2 separate regions of the Gossypium arboreum genome follow, and region 2 is linked to region 1. A link is a contact called in public Hi-C data. All regions are on one chromosome and are shown on one strand. The core of a region is the stretch at or near the end of the contact, and the rest is flanking DNA. Distances in the headings are between cores, read along the strand shown.

The links. A called contact is a pair of places that touch in the nucleus more often than the background predicts.
Region 2: a Hi-C map of leaf shows a contact between it and region 1, with 5 times the contacts expected there. The contact joins the promoter of LOC108469985 here to the promoter of LOC108469035 in region 1. A contact is called at or near these places in 2 of 5 Hi-C or Micro-C datasets (both in leaf).

Annotation. Positions count from the first base shown.
Region 1 is chr8:24,387,393-24,393,768 of ASM2569848v2, reverse strand. LOC108469035 (mediator of RNA polymerase II transcription subunit 2) reads right to left here and starts at 3,099. Exons shown (of 3, transcript XM_017769924.2): 1 at 2,821-3,099; 2 at 2,674-2,735; 3 at 2,335-2,588. The coding sequence starts at 2,878. The coding sequence ends at 2,460. It overlaps LOC108468880, which reads right to left and starts at 5,980. Exons shown (of 3, transcript XM_017769747.2): 1 at 5,660-5,980; 2 at 5,141-5,195; 3 at 4,058-4,507. The coding sequence starts at 5,842. The coding sequence ends at 4,155.
Region 2 is chr8:24,579,815-24,586,190 of ASM2569848v2, reverse strand. LOC108469985 (AT-hook motif nuclear-localized protein 9-like) reads right to left here and starts at 3,191. Exons shown (of 7, transcript XM_053018048.1): 1 at 2,741-3,191; 2 at 2,135-2,176; 3 at 1,501-1,967; 4 at 907-974; 5 at 295-426; 6 at 1-110. The coding sequence starts at 1,930.

The DNA of each region.
Region 1 (6,376 bases), core at 1,850-4,349:
TCGAATATCGAATACGGATTCAAATAATAAATATCCGAGGAATTAACTCCACATCTAATTTTTATCAATAATATTTTTAGTATCTGAATCCAAATATTTTTTTAAATTTGTAGAATTCGAAAGGAATATCTAAATTCATAATCCTAATTGCGATCAGTTAAAAGGTCTTACGGTAGAAAGTAGAGCTGCCATCTTTTTCTTAAAGACGAAATATAACTATCAATTAAACCATACACAATAATTTGATAATAGTTTATAATGCCAGAAGTTCTTTTCGGCCAAATTTAAATTAATTATTTTGCTAAGAATAAATCACAATAAAATGAAAATAAATAAACTTAAATTTATTAAAAGAATTTAAACATAATTGTAAGAATCAATTAAACTAAATTTAAATTTAAATATTTCAACGAAATAGCATAAAAATCAAAACAACAACATAATTTATAAATAAAAAATTAAAATCTTTATTTTTTTATCTCTTTAAATTGAAATAGAATTCATCACTTCGCCCTGCAGGATGACGTTGACAAACCATCAACGAATCCCGGACAAAATAAGTACTGTTGGTGCCTTTTCTTACTCTATTATTCTGCGTAGACCATGGTTGACTCATTTACTTTTTTTAGGGGGTGAGGGTGTTAAAAGTAAAGTGCACTAAAAAATAAAATAACATTTAGACCCAAATTTTTATATTTTTTTAAATTGATACTCGAATATATTTTGTCCTCATTAATTCTGGATCTCAAAATTTTTAATTTGGTTCTTAAACATAAATTCCATTAAAACATAATGAAGTGACACTTTAAGGTAGTGCATGTCATCATCTAAAATTTTCAAAATTTATATAAAATCTAAAATATTATAAAAATATTTTTAAAAAATTTCAAATAATATTATAACATAATCTCAAAATGTCATATCATCATATCTTAGTAGAATCAAATTTTGGGATCAAATTAAAAGAAAACAGACTAAAGTGAGAAAAAAATTTTAAAATCAATATAAAAAAAAAACTAAATATTACTTTGTCCTTGAAAAAACTAACATAGGCTGCCGCACTGAGTAGTTCTTGTCTTTTAATTATTTTGCCGTCAGTTTTGGCTTGATTTCAGAAAAAAAAAATTAAAAAAAAAAATCAAGAACTAGAAGATTAAAATTTGTTTCGAATGGTGAAATTTGGCATATGGTCGGCAGGTCCAGACATTTTAGTACCAATGTCAAGACAAGTTGCTTTGGTTTTTTCTTATTACCAAACTTGACTTTTAAAAAGTTTCACATTTCACCTAACCTGCAGACACAAAAATAGTAGCAGAGCAAGTTGTTTAGAAAAATTCCAAAGACTAGACTGGTCAATGATGAAATGGACTTCAAACCCATTTTTTTTTCTTTCTAGTTTGTGAAGGCAGAGCTGTGGGTTCTACGTGATGGGCTTCCCTTGGCAAAAAATGCGAACATCAAAGAAAATAGGTATGCGGATGCCCTCGCGTATCTTGGAAGCAAGTTTTCAAGCTCCCCATCTGCAAAATCTACTTTTGTTTGTATACTTTTCCCATTGAATGTTTGATCCCTTTGATCCAAGCTGACTCCGAAGGGCATGTTACGTATCGAATTGTTCCTTAATCTATGAATGGTCCTTTCTCAAACCAAAAAACAAGGAGCAAAAAAAGTTCATCCAAAGCTCAAACCCATTTGATCAGAGGCACGTTAATGTGTCTTGGCTAAACTTTTTCATTAGATGTCCTTTCCTAGTAAGAAAGACAACAATATGAAACTCTATACCATTCAATATTTGATCATTCAACAATGAACTATGAAAAAACCAGACCACCACCCTAAATCTTATGCCAAAGAACTAAAAACCCACGCAAGTTTTGCAACTGAACCGACGGCTTGATTTACCCCATCTACCCATTACTAACAATGCAAACATGCAAAGCAATTTCCTATCTTTCCAAATTTATTCATCAAATGTCATCAGCATTTCCCAAAATTTCCACCATTGGCCACAGCATAGATCATAAAACTCTTCAACAAAAACATTACATTCGACTTGCTGTTAAACGAAAAGGGTAAGCTACCATGCCAAGTTGAACTTCATCAAATAGCTAGCGAAATTTACTAAAACCTTAATATAAACATTCATAAGAAAGTATTGCCATCCTCTTTAACGCACTGTTGCACACTAGCACTTAAACAACCATCAATGGAAGCAATTATATTATCTCACTTTCCATGTTTTCCAAACTGATACACATTTTTAACTAAGAAAATTGATTTGCTAAAATAGATTCATTAACCAATATTATGCTGTCATACCCAAAAAGATTCTCATTTCTCAAGCTAACATATGCATTCATCTCAATAATCAAAATTTAACAGAAATAAAAATAAAATAAAAAAAGAAGAATAAGAAGAGGATATTGAATATTCCCTCTAAAATTACATAACCATGAAGCTCATTTGTCAAGCTCCATTGCTTGAGCTGCTTTAGCTTTAGCAACTTCAGTTAACTTGGTCTTCAATTTTCTTTTCCCTACTTGAAACCCACTTCCACCTTTCTTCTTTTTCTTCTCACTACCATCAACCTAATTAACATTACAGATTTATCCATGATATAAGTCCTTAAATAAATAAAATTTATTAACAAATGAAAGAATAAAATGCCTTTACCTTCATCTTATTCTTCTTCGCTTGAAGCTTCTTAACCTTCTTTTCTTTCTCTTCCCTCTCCCCTAATTCGACAAGACAAATACAAATCATAAATCACTGAAAAGAAAACCCAAATGAGAAAGGGGAAATAATTGAAGAAATTCGTACTTTGGAGATCGAATTCGTGCTGCTTTTTCCTACGAGATAAATTATTCTTCTTCGACATATTCCTTTGTAGGCACCGCCTCCAATTTCACTGCTCTTCCTCCTCTGTGCTTAAACCTAACCCTAACCTTTATTTGGGTGGTTTTTTTTTTCTTTTAATTCTTTATTTGGTTTTTAGGACGTGGGTGGTTTTGTACTTTTGGGTCTGACATTATGGCCATTGGCCACCGTTGGGTCCATTTGAATGGGTTGGGGGGGGTGAGGTTATCTTTGATAAGAATGGCAATGAGATGAAAATCAACATCAAGGACACTAATATTATGATTAGGTCTAAACCACTCTAATTAGCCATGAATGAGTTTGTATAACATTTAAGGTTTATATTTTGACCCAAATCAAGATTAAGTACATATAATATTGATATTATAAATTAATTCAACTAATATTTTGTGTTTATATGATATTGATATTATGAATTAGCTCAACTTGAACTTGATCCAACCTATAAACATTAATATTCTGTGTCTAATTACTTTGCAATTTACGTATTTACTCCATTTACATAACTAATGAGGAACTTTTTAAGGATAACAACGAAACGAGTGTCTGTAATTTTTTACTTCGTTGAAAGTAATACATTGCGAAAAACTCTTCCCCTAAACGCTTCTCCTCCTTCACTCTTCCTTGGTCTTACCCTTTTGCGCTTCCTTGGTGGCCAGTTGGTCACCAATCATCGCCCCCTCCATGCTGGCCTTCTCCCAAACTCCCTCTTCTCTCTTTCTTCCATATCTCCCCATTCCCCCCCCCCCCCTTTCTTCTCCCTCCATTTCCTCCTCTCCCTTTCCTTGTTGGTTGTCAGATGTCTCCTTTGCCTCCGCTTGTTTTTCCGGCTTAAAGAGGACTTTTTGGAGAAATAATATCTTGGCCTTGTGTAGGCCCTCAACTTTTCTTGGAGGGAGACCTGATTGAGGCCGTCGCCTTCACAGGATGCGAGATTTTGTCATCCTCTATATCTTAAGATGTAAGGATACGACAAGTTTTCTTGGTCTACTACTGGACTTTCGATCAAGCTATCGTACCGATTCTTTACATTATGTTTAACTATGGACTTGTTCCTTTGTCCCAGGGGCTTTCTAGCCTTTATTTCTTTATTCTGTAATGCTATTAATAAAAAGATCAGTATCGAGCAATGCAAAAAGTCATACATACGTACATACGTCTTGAAACCCTAATAAGCACGTTTCACTACAATCATTTGATGTTAATATTAAGGTAGAGCTCCAAAAGCATTTACTGTTAAAGTCATTATTTAGCCAACAATACATATCAGAAACACTTCACTCACCTAAACTTGCTTGAGCACTACGAAATAATTCCTTGGTTACTCCATAATAGACTGGTTTGTTACCCGTAAAGGTGATAAAGTTCCACCCGAATGCTGATCCCCCAACAATATATGACCCGGGAACTTCACCATTTTCGGATTGTTGTTTATCTAAGACACTACTTGACTGAAAAGCATTGTTTTCGGAAGATATTGCCGGCTTAACAAGTTGCGGCTGCTCTTCTGGGTTCTGCTTCATTCCAGATTCACTTGGCACTTGTTGGTTTACTGCTGCATTATTACATTTCTCTATGGGAACTGTTTCAGCCATTACCTGCTTGTATAACTCCACTAAAAGCTTCATATCTGCAGATTGTAAATCACGAATTCAAAACAACATTAAACCCAAATTGTGAATCAAACATAAATACATGATACGATCTTAAGAGAATTGATGCTTATGAAAGAAGAGATTCAAGACATAGGGATATTAAAACCCATCAATAATTTATGCTAAACTTGGGAATAAACTATTTATATGTGAAAGTTAGGGCAGGCCTGCCCTGATGATACTCTGTTTCTCAACTATTTTCTCAATATCTAACTAGGGTTGGTAGCGGGTTGGATATTAATATCCAAATATTATCTGAATACGTGGGTATCCAAACTTGCACCATCCACTACTATGCTATCCTTATGGTCTAATCTAACAGGTTGGTTAAACAAGTCAAATAGGGCTCAGAGTATTAGGCTAACTCGAATTGGAGTTATGCAACATTTTGTGACTACACATAAAATTTAGTGATTCAACAGGAAATGTTCGAAGTTAATCATAGCTAATAAATGAAAAACAAACAATATGAATCATACCTTTCCTTTCCGATATCCTAAGCAAACAGATAGCAATAAAGATCAAATCCATGTATGACTGTAGTTAACAACAATTACAGAGCCAACAGTTTCAAAACTTAACAGTGTGTGTTTGTGCCATTCGCTTACTTTCTTTAATTTCGTTGACAGCCTTAGAATTTCGAAAATCAGGCGTTCGAAGAACCTTCAAGAAACATAAAAAAGTCCATAACATATATCAATAAAATGTCCTATGAATATAAAGCTATGTGAAGATAAAAATAATTCAAACATGCATTCCAGGTTGATGAAGCTATTTCAATTTTCAAGCACGATTAATTCTTGAGTGAGAATAGCCAAGCAACAAAATAAAACGAAAACAATCACACTGTATATGACTATACAAGTTCACACTAGAGAATTATCCCTTTACATTGTCAAGTCTAATCAAACAAATATTCAACTACTGGTCAAGATTTAAACTTGAACAACTATTCCATTAGTTAAAATTACATCAAAGAAATCATTTATGAATACAAATCAGGTTTTGAAGAATTACAACCCAATTATACCGAAACTTGATCAACAGAAGGTTTTTCTTTTAATGCCAAATGCAGCAAAAGGAAAAATGAAACCCAGACAGAAAAGGGAAGTAATTTGGAAATTTACATCGATGAAATGAGGGCGAAGATCTTTGAGGAGACGTCGCATCTTGAAAAACTTGGAGTTTTTGAAGTCGTTGCAGTTGTCTAGAGATCTTTTCTTGCTAGGTGGCTGTTGCGGAGGAGGTTGTTGCGTAGGATTTGGATCGTGGGTCGGTGGTGCATTCTTGGCTGATTTTACCTCTTCCATTTCTGAGTTCAAATTATTCAGGACTGCGTTTTTATTTCATCATTGGAGACTCTGGAGTGAGGAGTGAACCGCACTTTGTGTTTATCATAAAAAATAGAACTTACTTTGAGAAAAGGTTAAAGGGAAGGGCGTGTTTGGTCGGGCTAACTTAACGAAAATAAAGGGTTAATTTCTTAAGATACCCTCAAAATATAAGTTAATCTTTAAATTAATCCTTAAACTGTAAAACATACCACTTAAATTATGGGTAAACTATAAAAATAGTCAATTTTATTCGTTTCAGGTTACATTTTAGTCACTTATATTTGAAATGTTACGTTTTAGTCTCTTACGTTATCATGTTGCAATATTTTAGTCACTCAGCATTGATTGTCGTTAACGGTGTAACAATAAGCTGATATGGCACATTAAATCATCATTTCAAACGAAATTTTTAGGTTAAATTATGCATTTGGTCCTTATATTTTTTTTTCATTTTGAGCTATTTATTTTTTCTTTTATGTTCTTTGAACTTTCCCTTCTTCTTTTTTTCAT
Region 2 (6,376 bases), core at 1,942-4,441, 190 kb before region 1:
CGGCCATCAGGAGTGGCAAGGGAAACACTAAGAGCACCACTTCGGCTGCAAGAGCCATTGTTGCTGATCAGCAGGTAAGACCCTGATAGACATAATATCTCGAATCGCCCCTACAGATGTCAAAACCAGACAAGAAAAAATATATATTCATTCTTTTCAAAAGAGTTTCCAAGAGGGAAAAAGATCTAAAATGTCGGAATATTGAATAGCAAATATAGGTAATTATATGCTATCCAAGTGTGTTTCATGTAGAAAAAACAAGAAATTGAGAACCGGGTTATTGAGTGCCCAAACCTCATATGTAACAGTGCCACCCGAAGATGATGGCTGAAGAAGAGTTACAGTAGAGACAGCCCCGTTGGCTGACAAAATGCATACTGCTCTAGGCCCTTGCTGCGAAAATGACATTATCTTCGTTGCAATGTCCTGCACGAAAATGTTTTAAAAAGTTTAAAGGCAAAGGAACTTTCTTCTGGTTATACGATAACCTGCCGAACGATATTGTACCACATTTAAAGAATTTATACCTCAAAAAATGCTTCAAAACACAATATCGACTTTCATTACAGAAAAAAGAAAATACCTTAATGCACTTTTATGCCACTGTTAGTTCCTTATAAATGGCAAACTTTATTTCAATTTTATGAGAAGAGGTAGTGAAACAAAGGAAACTACTGTTCATAATATATTTTCATATATTTTCTAGCTACGTCTACTAGATCTGCATCATCATCATACTTTAAAATGAACAAATCTGGGTCACTTCCAAGCAAATGCATATCACAGTACAGATTGCCCGCTGGCTGCTGCCAGAAACGGCACTGAATCCTGATTTCACATGTAGTTAACTTAGTGGCTATAAACCCGGGTACCAATTAATAAAATCAAGAAAAGAAAATAGCATACTTCTCCTACTGCAACGGTGATGACGTGTGGAGTAAAACCCATCCCAGCTGAACCGGACAGCCAGTCACCTATCAAAACAATTAGATATTTGCAACATCATTGACATAGCAAGAACAAGAAAATACCCGAATTAAGCACCAAATAGCTCAAGGTAGCCCTTAAAGAAGCTTATGAATCCATCTAGCAAGCAGTGATATGAGATTACATGTTAAAACACCAAGGAGAATGAAATTTCAGCCGATAAGCGGTTAGTTACGAAAATTCTGCATTTATGTCACTTGCACATTTTTTAATCTAAAATTTCATGGATTATAGTGAGGCCAATAAGCTCTTAATGTATTAATTAAGTTATTTCTAGCCAAAGCAGCTTCTGACCCTACTCAGCTTGCATTTTAAATCAAATCAGTAAAAAAATAGGGAGCAGATCAGTTGGCAATATTACACAATCAAATTACTAAAATATGTGGACACTACAAAATCCTTTTTAAAATATGCCAAAAAGGTTTATTCCACCAAGTTGAACTGCCACTTCAAGCTACACTCCCCCTAATCATGCTCTACACATTTATAGAAGAGATAGGCCAAATGTCTTACCAAGGGAAGCTAACTGTTGCTTCCTTCCGGTACCCGGTGGCCGCCCTCTTCCTCGTTTTTGGCCCGGCGTTGTGGTCACGGGATGAGGAGCTGATGCAGGAGTCAGCGCCAACGAAACAGTCCCATCAGGACCGTACTTTCGTGGCCTTCCTCTTTTCCGTTTCACTGTCTCACTAGATGGCTGTGCTGAAGGTGTGCCTACATTGACACTATGAGGGGCGATTCCTGATGGAGACTCCATAGCTAAGGTTGATCCCACAGTAGTGACTGGAATACTTGATTGGTATTGTACATTTGGACTAGAGAACGGATGAATGCTTGGAGATCCGTGTATCCCAGACTCAGGTTCGGACCCTGACCCGGTTATTCCTCTTTGTTGCATATAGTAAGATGCAGACCCTGATAATGCCATGGCATCCCTTCGATCCATGCATTCACCTCCAATAACCTATACACTTGAATGATGCCTTCAAAATCAACTTTCAAACAAAAAAATTAACTAAAAAGGAGCTCCAAATTGGGTGAAAATAAAACAGCTGAAAAGCATATAGATCTTAGAACATGTTTGATGGTTTTCCAAGTTAAAATGCAAAGATGCATGCAAAAGATCAGGGAATTGAGCCAGAAAACAAACCAAGGAGATGCATTTAGCGTTTACAAGCAAAGCACTTTGAATCTAGACATGAAAAAAATGAAGCGCCATAATTAGAGAAAGTAAGTAGCGAAAACAGCAATGAAGAAATTACAAAGATTAAGAGTGGAAAATTGGGAAGAGGTGAGAAGTTTAAAGGAAAAGAGACAAAAATGCAAGCTGTTTTACAGCTTACCAAACCACGGGAAACGAAGAAAAAGGCGTCATGTTAAAGATATAAAGGAGATGGGAAACTAAAAACCAGGTCCACACACTCACCAACCTTTAAGACAAAGCATCTTCCACAGCTAAAACCCAGACCTTAACACACTTCAAAAATCACAACCCAAAGAAAGCGATTTGCTCCCTAACATAATTATGTAAATAATAATAATAATAATAATGAAAGAAGCAAACAAAAGTTGAAGACAATGCCATAAAATAAAGTCAAACTAAGTTGAAAAGAAAAACTAAGAGAAACAAAGCAGAAACGGTTGAACTTTTTGCTCCTTTTTTTTTTCCCAAAAAAAAGTAACTTACATTAGTAAACTAGGGTTAAAGGTTCAGACTTTTGAAAGTAGGAAGCTGTGAAGAAGATGGGTTCTTTACCTTGTTTTCAAAAAGGAAAGATTGACGGAGGTTAAGGGAATTAAAAGCAGAGAGAGAAATGAAGAAGAGAGGCCATTTTTCGAGTGAAGAAGGTGAGAAGAAAGGCGTTTATTTATTACTTACAGTACAGAAAAGAAAAAAGAAAAAAAAAAGCTCCTTCCCTTTGCATACAGAGGTACGTATCGGGATGCATATGTATTTCTAGGGCAGAGCTTTCTCTTTCTCCTTAAATCTCTCTCTCTCTCTCTCTCTCTCTCTCTCTCTCTCTCTCTCTCTCCTCCATTATAAAAGCTGTTTCTTTCCTTTTTGTTCTTGGTTTCTCTTTCTTGCTATCAAAAAAGTTTCTTTTATCTTTGCTTTCCTCTCTACAGTGCGAGGAAGGGAGTTGCTGTAATTGGTGTTGGATGTGTGATAGGTTACATGCCACTTTTAATCATACCATTCAATTCAAATTCGAATTTTCAAAATCACTATTACAATTGTCACGACTTTCGAAATCTTTATTATTCATAAATAATTAAACAGACATAAAATACATCTTAATTTTGAGATGTTTTAAGATATAAATGACACGTCTGCGGACATTTGTCTAGGATCGTAATTCGGTTTCTTAAATTTTTTTCAAAAAAAATAAGGCCTTGCTTTTTTTTTTTCTTGCACTCGTTTAAGTATTTAAATTTTCACAATATATCAAAAATGTTAATTTTAAAAAAATAATTAATCTCTTACTTTTTTTAACTTAATTAGGTAATTAAAATTTTAAAATACATAAAAAAAAGCCCTCAAATTGTTTCAAAAACAATTAAGCTCTTGGTTTTTACACTCAATTGAGTACTTAAATCACCTCTAATTTTTTAGTTAAAGCCACCGCCACATGTCATATTGTGTTACGACACATGATAGTGCTAACTGAAAAAAACAGGTGTTGTTAACTTTAACGATCAACGGTTAAAGTTAATGGTTAAAGGTCTTTTTATGTATTTTTAATTTTTATGATTTTTATAAAATTCTACAATATTTTATAATTTTTTACAATTTTCATTCTAATTTTTAATAAAATTAAAATATTTTATATTTTTATTAAAATTTAATAATTTTTATAACTTTTATTGATTTTTATTTTTTATAATTTTTTGCCACATGTCATGCCAGGATTGTGACATGAGGTGGCTTTAACTGAAAAAAATTAGAGCAATTAACTTTAATAGTCAATTGTTAAAGTTAACGGCCAAAGAACCTTTTTGATGTATTTTACAGTTCAAATATCTAATTGAGTGAAAAAAATTCAGGGGCTTAATTATTTTTTTTCAAAAAGTTTGAAGGTCTTTCTAATACGTTTTGAAAGTTCAAATACCCAATTAAGTGCAAAAAAAAAATGGCTTAATTGTTTTTTTTTAAGTTTGAGGGCATTTTTGATGCATTTTAAAAGTTCAAATATCCAATTAAGTGCAAAAAAAAAAAAAAAAGAAGAAGAAAAAGAAGAAGAAGCAAGGGTTTAATTGCTCTTTTTGAAAAAGTTTGAGGATATATACACCCTTAAGCCAAAAATTATAATTTTTATATGTATTTGGTTGATAGATTGTAATTACATTGTAATTTCATAGATCATGTTTAGTAATAGAAGTTGTAGTTACTATAGAAATATTATTAATATGATAAAATAATTTCTAAACAAGTAAAATAAAATTAAAATAAAATCATAATATGTATTATGTTAGCCTAAAAGAGTAGTTGATAATACAACTACTATTACAAGTAACAAGAAAAATAAAAATTATATATAATTTTATCTAATTGTTTCCTAATACATATTTTTCAAATTATTCTCTTTAATATTTAACATATGCTTTTTATCATTATTTGTTGGTCATTGACCAAGTTTATCATCATTATCTAATTTTTAATATGCATCATTATGATTGTTAAGATCTCCTTCTTCCATTTAGTTTTTGAAGTATAGATCATTCCAATTCTATCTATGATTGAAGTTATAAAATATGCAACATGCTAATACGATTCAACCTTGTTTTTTTATGCTATACCAAGATGACGTTGTTAATATGATAAATATATGTTTAGAACAACAAATATTTGCTCAACCACATTTTGAAGCATCGAATGTATCAAATAAAAGAGTTTGTGAGCTGCCTGTGGTGCTTGCATCTAGCATCAAGAGTTTGTGAGCTGCCTGTGGTGCTTGTATCTAGCATCATTCTCTCAAAAGGTATCATATCCTACAATATGGTGCAAGAATATCTTTTGTTTTTACATAATTAACATCAACCTTATAATATTCGAGTTCACAGTCCAAATAATTTGTAGCTTTAATTACAAAAGAACTTATATAAACTTAATCGGGAGAACGACTTATGCTATGTTATATCATTTTTATAATACGTAAATTAAGTAAAAATAATATATTATTTATAATATATAACCTTCATAAATAAAGTTTTATAAAGTATTTAATAATTTTCATAACGGAGAAATACTTATAAATATCGATTTTTTTAAAATTACTAAATGGGCTGATTTTTTGAAAAATTACAAGATTAGGTCAAAATAACAAAAACGCTTCTAGTTGGAAGCGCTTTCCACAACGGTTACCTGTCCCAATAGCTACCCCACCCAATGGTTATTTAAATAGCCATTGAAACCCCCACTAATAGCTCTTTTTATATATATAAAAACCCCTAATTCTTTTCTTTTTTTTCGATTCAATCTCAACTATCTATGTCTCATATTCACATATCTCTCTCAAATTTCTCTCAATTCCTTCTTAATTTCCCAATAGCTACCCCACCCAATGGTTATTTAAATAGCCATTGAAACCTCCCACTAATAGCTCTTTTTTTTTTCTATATAAACCCCTAATTCTTTTCTTTTTTTTTCAATTCAATCTCAACTATCTATGTCTCAGATTCACAAATCTCTCTCAAATTTCTCTCAATTCCTTCTTAATTTCTCACTCAATTTTTATTCTCTCAACTCATTTTTTTAATTAAAAATGTATTAAGGTTTTTTTTTTTATTTTTTCTTTTACAATTTATTTTTTGTTTTTCGAAATTAGTAATGGCAAAATCTCTAATCCATTTGAATAGAAAAATCTCAAATCAAAACCACTAACTGAGTGCCGTGTCAAGGTCTAGTATTTTGTATTACCACCAAACCCCAATTCTTGGACGTTCTGTCTACCACAGTTGAAATCTAGGGTTGAAATTGATGAGTGTCTTCCTATTGATTATTTCGGGATATCATAATAGGAACTTTCTAACAAAGTAGTGACCCACCACACAAATGTGTTGATGGACTCTCGATTTCTTCTTTCATTTCGGCCTCTTAAACTAGAACGTATGTTGACCTCCAAGCGCCTTCATCTGTGTTTGCAAAATCCATATATAACTTGAGTATTGGTAATCCATTAGCAATATGTATCTGCACCATTGCCTCCAACCCCCTTGTGCCTATGATATCAAAAGCGTCATATTTGACTAGGTCGACTGAAGCACAAAATCGATATTTCAGTGACAATACTCTCATCTAGTTGGATCCGATGATTTTTTCTCCTAATTTTTCCACACAGCTCTTGCAATTGTATATTTGAGTTAAATGCCAACTGCTTTGTGTTCTTCGATA